2 separate regions of the Mus musculus genome follow, and region 1 is linked to region 2. The links are chromatin contacts, called in public promoter capture Hi-C maps. All regions are on one chromosome and are shown on one strand. Each heading gives the region's core, a stretch centred on a gene start, on an enhancer-like site or on the middle of the called end of the contact. The rest is flanking DNA. Distances are from core to core; before and after follow the strand shown.

Evidence for each region. Promoter capture Hi-C pulls out the DNA fragments that hold promoters and counts their contacts.
Region 1: a contact with region 2 is called in a promoter capture Hi-C map of stem cell-derived epiblast-like cells, with 2.9 times the contacts expected there. The contact joins two enhancer-like sites. A contact is called at or near these places in 5 of 39 promoter capture datasets (the 3T3-L1 cell line, cranial neural crest, frontonasal cranial neural crest and 2 more).

Annotation. Positions count from the first base shown.
Region 1 is chr7:19,257,225-19,259,924 of GRCm38.p6, reverse strand. It overlaps Vasp (vasodilator-stimulated phosphoprotein), which reads left to right. Exons shown (of 13, transcript NM_009499.3): 8 at 458-509; 9 at 660-693; 10 at 906-951; 11 at 1,032-1,122; 12 at 2,006-2,063; 13 at 2,171-2,700. The coding sequence ends at 2,208. Among named protein-coding and RNA genes, the nearest start is that of Gm38499, 9.1 kb to the right of the region's middle. Within about 2 kb of position 1,299, at least 61 of the 459 cell types and tissues checked have an H3K27ac peak or open chromatin away from gene starts, as enhancers often do.
Region 2 is chr7:16,580,042-16,582,741 of GRCm38.p6, reverse strand. The region is part of intron 1 of Arhgap35 (Rho GTPase activating protein 35); the gene reads left to right. Among named protein-coding and RNA genes, the nearest start is that of Gm29443, 32 kb to the left of the region's middle. Within about 2 kb of position 1,276, at least 103 of the 459 cell types and tissues checked have an H3K27ac peak or open chromatin away from gene starts, as enhancers often do.

The sequences.
Region 1 (2,700 bases), core at 50-2,549, 2.7 Mb before region 2:
CTGGCTAGGCTGGAACTTAGAATGATGACTCTTCCGCCTCTGCCTCTCACATACTGGGATTACAGCCTTGTGCCATGTAATACATTCTGTCCCATGTTGTTTTTTTTTTTTTTTTTGAGACAGTCACTCGCTGTGTAGACTAGGGCGGCTTTGAACTCACAGAGATCTGCCTGCCTCTCTTTTTAAAAGTCTTGCTACATTTATTTATTCACTGTGTATGTCTGTTTATGTGGGGGTTAGAGGATAAGCTGCAGGACTCAGTTCTCTCCATCAGCCTTCACAGAGGTCTTTGGGATTAAATCAGGTGGTTCTGCTGGTACAAGCATCTCTCTCTGCTGAGCTATCTTGCAGGCCCCTTCTTTAACTTTCCAACCTCTCCTGGAATTTAGCAGTGGGAAGGGGTCCTGTTGAGTGGCAGAGTGTGAACTGTAGCTTGTCCTTGCTTGCCCCTCTGCAGAAGAAAAGCCACACAGGTTGGGGAGAAGCCCCCCAAAGACGAGTCAGCCAGTGTAAGTAGGGGGCTTTTCCTGCCCTATATTCCTTATGGTGTACACTAGTACCCTAGGGCAGGGAGGAGGTGTTACAGGGCTGAGCTGGCTTTGGACCTGAATATTGGCATAGAAAGGGTAGTTTATGATACTTGTATTTACCGCCAACAGGAGGAGTCAGAGGCCCGACTCCCTGCCCAGAGTGGTGAGTGATAGCCCTGTTCTATCCATAGAAACTATAAATCCAAGGACACATTGTTCTTGTTTTAAAAGCACTACAGGGGAAAATCTGTGAAAACAGTACTGGGGATTGTAGTTTTCTAAAATTCTTTGGCCTGGTGAGTTGAGTGGTGGTATGGTACTGTGGGGGCAATGCTTGTCTCTGATCTTTATTTGTTGCCCCACCCACCCACCCAGAACCTGTGAGAAGACCCTGGGAGAAGAACAGCACAACCTTGCCAAGGTAGGCTATAAATATTGGGGAGGAACATAATACAACCCCTGGGATAGGACCCTCACTCCTGCCCTGTGCCATCTCTTCAGGATGAAGTCGTCCTCTTCTGTGACTACCTCCGAGGCCCACCCCTCGACGCCCTGCTCCAGTGATGACTCCGACTTGGAGAGGGTGAAGCAGGTAGCTTGGGGAAATAGCTAGAAAGATGCCAGGAGAGACAGACCTGGCTCCAGAATGGTTCTAGGAAAGGCTGAGAAACCTCTTCTAGCCTGAGGAAAGGAGTTGGTGGGTGGGGCCCAGGGGACAGACGCCCACACTTTCCCAGTAGCTATAGCAGACCGTACCAGTCTATCACTCATTCCTGCTGAGTCCCCAGAATCCTCAGTGGCTCGAGCTATCCATCTCTAGTCACAGTTGGCAGGAGACTATGTACATTTGGCAAGCTTGCTCCTGGATGTTCTCCAATACTGTTCTGCTGGCCCCAAAGATCTAGAACTCTCCTGTAGAACATTCCCATCATTTTGTGACCTTGGCAGCTGTGTTAAAGGATGAGGGAAGGGTTGTTGAACCAGCTTTCTCTGTCTTCAGTCAAGAAGGAAGGGAAGAGAACCTGGCTAATCAGAAGAGTGCCAAGAACTCCCCTCCTCCCCACCCAAGTGAGGGGCTGGGGGCGTGGCTCAGTGGTAAAGCCTAGAATCCTCCAGAGAGGGGCTGGGGCGTGGCTCAGCAGTAGTGTGCTTAAGTAGCATTTAAGATGCCCTACGATCCGTCCCTGTCCCTGAAATAAAGTGGACTGTTTGGTGACTAAGCAGGTAAAGGTGGCTGTGCCACTCTTAACCGAGTTCTAGCCACAAAAACAACATGGTAGAAGAAGTGAATTCTTTCAAGCTGTTCTCTGACCTCCACCCCAGCGACGTGTATGTATGTACCTCACTCTTGCTTGCACATCCCTTACGCTCACATGCACACACCTGCACAAGCACACAAGCAAGTGTTCATGTTTAAGAACCTTAGATAAGTTGGAGTAAGAGAGTCCGGGACCACTCTTGATTGGTTCTTTCAGGAGCTTCTGGAAGAGGTGCGGAAGGAGCTACAGAAAATGAAAGAGGAAATCATCGAAGGTGAGGCACCTCTGTTGTAACGCAGGCCCTTGTGTTCATGGGAAGTGCCTGCCTTGGAAGGGAAGACAGTGGAGACTGGCCTGACTTGTGCCTCTCATTCCTTCCAGTCTTTGTCCAGGAGCTGAGGAAGCGGGGTTCTCCTTGACTACAGGGACCCAGAAGACCCATTTCTTCTTTCTGTACTTCCTGCCTGGCACCTGCTTTCCCTGCCTCTACTTGACCAAGAGTTACACAAGAATGCGTTCTCCCCCGCCAGCTCCCACTTGGAAGATTCCACGTGGGGTGTGGCTTCCTGGTGCCATGGTCACACCCACGCTGGCTGCTGATTGGATAAGGAGGTCCCACCCCTTTGTTTTCTTTGGTCCTTTCCCTTCACCATCCCCTTGGGGCTGGTTCCTCTGCTGGGGATGGACCGAGTAACCCCGCAGTGAGGGAAGGAAGGAGGGGTCTCACCTTCTCTTGTTCTGGATTCACTTTAACGCTTTAATGCCTTGGAATTTTTTTTTAAGAAAAAGTATATATATATATTTGGGTTTGGGGGCGGGGAAGGGAAATTTTTTTCTCTTTGGTTTTGATAAAAATGGGGTGTGGGAGTTTTTAAATGCTAGACCCCAGGCTTGTCCCATCGGAGGCAGCT
Region 2 (2,700 bases), core at 27-2,526:
AGCTGCAGTGGCTGGCTTTGCTCTTCAGGGTCCTAAGTCACAGGGCAAGGCATAAGGTCAAAAGGGAAGCTCTGGATTTGTTGACAATGGCAGTACAGTGCCTTGCGTGCAGCTCAGAAAGGTATGCATGTTCTTGGTAATTTGGATCAGGAGAGGAGGTATTCTGACAGCCAAATGCATGAGGTCAATGTGATTTTCTCCTGCAGGTAGGTCAGCTGTTGTTTCGGAAGAGTGGGCTGGGCCTGTTTTCCTTCTTAGTCTGAGGGCTACAGCAGTGATAAGACGTGACTCACTGGTCTTCAAAAAATTACAAGCCAAGCACTTTCTAAGGAATGGTGGCTGATAAGGAGGAACTAGTTACTATTCTGGTCTGTTATCTAAAGGGAATCAGGAAGCTAGCATTATTTAGAAAAGTCTGTTTACTATATTCCTCATAGGAACACAACTGTTTTCTTATGTTTGGGCTTTCCACTAAGACATATTTTACAGTTTAAAGTTGCTCTTGAAGTGTTGAAGGGTGAACAGGTGCTGTATGAAACAAACAGACAGGCTCATAAAATCTGCCTGTGGTAAAGATGGAGTTTGTTGCTATAAATTAGTGGTGCTGGCTATCCTTGCTTTTTTGTTTTTCGAGACAGGGTTTCTCTGTGGAGCCCTGGCTGTCCTGGAACTCACTCTGTAGACCAGGCTGGCCTCGAACTCAGAAATCCGCCTGCCTCTGCCTCCCGAGTGCTGGGATTACAGGCGTGCGCCACCACTATTGAACTCAGGATCCTGCTATCTGCCTTAGCCTCCCTCAGCTTCAGCAAGTGTGCACCACCATGCCTTCCCTGAACTATGTCCTCCCCCTCACTTCCCCCTTCACTTCCCAGTCATACTGCTTCTAGGATTTTGGTTAACTTCTCCCACGCTGGCTGGGCCCAGGATGGCCCCAGGTCTGAAGTGACTTCTGGGACTGCCTCTGCTGGTCAACTTTCGGGCCACCAGCCCTCTCTGCCATGTGGGGGTTTTCAGTGAGAGGCTGCAGGCTGTGTTCTTCAGCAGTCCTCTTTAGTTAATCTTAAGAAGAATCTTAGGAATCTTTTCAGATCAACCCAATTTCTTCAGATTTTGCTTCTTATTTTTCTGCCCTTTACCCTCAGCCCACTCCCTTGACAGAGAGCCACAGGGTCATTGATTTAAGTATGGGAAGGAAATTACGGCCTTGAGCACAGGCAGAAAGAATCTGGCTCCCAGCACTTCCTGTGAGCCACCACTAAATTACATAGCTGAGGCCTGACAAGGCTTTTCAAAGGCACGTCCCACACCGCCACCGTGTCAGTGATCCCATCGAAGGCAGTTGTTTGTGCATGGCACTTGTTAAAAAAGCAGGTTGGACTTGGTCTTTACATGGAAAGCGGATTCCCATGAGGGTGAAAGAGCAGGATTGATGTAAGGAGGGAGCAGCAGGAGGATGCCCTTCTTCACTCCAGATCTATCCTGCTGTTTGTGCAAAGCACACTCAGAAGCCTTGGCTCCTTAGAGAGTGAAGGCTGGCAGCTGTGTGTACCAGGGCCCTGGCTAAACTGATACTTCATTCTCTGTCTCAGTTTCACTTTAGACTTCCAGGAGAAGGAAGAGGAGAAAGAATTTGAAGGAATAATGGCAACTTGTTTAACTCCCACCTTTAGTCACAGTCTTGGGATTTAGACTGCTAGATGTCTGAATATTTAGTGTTTTGTTTTAAAAAGCAAAATCATAGAACTGTAAGAGCATGTGTGCATGCATTTTGAGGCAGGGTCTCCAGGAGTCTAGACTGGCCTCTGGGGTTATATGCTTGAGCTTTTTTTCATCCTGGAATCTAGGATTGTAGGTATATGCCGCTGTGTCCAGTTTATTTGGGGGTTGAATCCAGGGTTTAGTGCGTACTAGCCAAGCACTCTGCCAACTGAGCTACATCCCCAACCCTCTTCCTCCCTCCTTCCCATCCATTCATCCATATCACCCAGGCCTCCCAAATGCTAAGTGTTACCACACAGTGTACCACAGTGCCTGGGTTTTGTATGAAGGCCAGGTTGAACTGGAACTCACATAGTTCTACCTGTCTCATCTCCAGAGTGCTAGGATTAAAGGTATGCACCACCACAACTGACAGCATTTTTTAAAATGTGGAATCCTAGCATATAAAAGCAGACTATGCTAGACTGTTCTCTTGAGGCTGAGTCCTGGTATGCCACCTCTTGAGCCTGAAGAACTTCCAGTTACATCCTTGGCTCCTCAAAGCATGGCTTCTGCACTCGCAGCAGTGAAGACTAGTGTTACCTGTTTGCCATGACCCTAGCAGGGTTCTGGAGGACAAGGGTCAAGAATATGGTAAAGTGGCCTATTAGAGTCCCAGATATACTTGCTAGCTGTATGAACTTCATTTGCATGTCTCCTAGAAAATTATATAAAGTGTATAAAGCTTACACAGTCTGAAAGTATGCCTCTGTGTCCTGGCTCAGAAAGAACCCCAAATTGGCTTTTTTACATTGTGAAAGATGATACTTAAGTAGTAGTGCCCTGTCCTGATCCATCCCATCCATCTGTCCATCCATCCCTACCCCAGAGTGCGTGTGTGCGTGCATGTGTGTGTGTGTGTGTGTGTGTGATGCACATGCCTTGGTGCATGTATGGCAGAGTTGGCTGTTTCCATAATGTGAGTTCTAGGATTGGAATTCA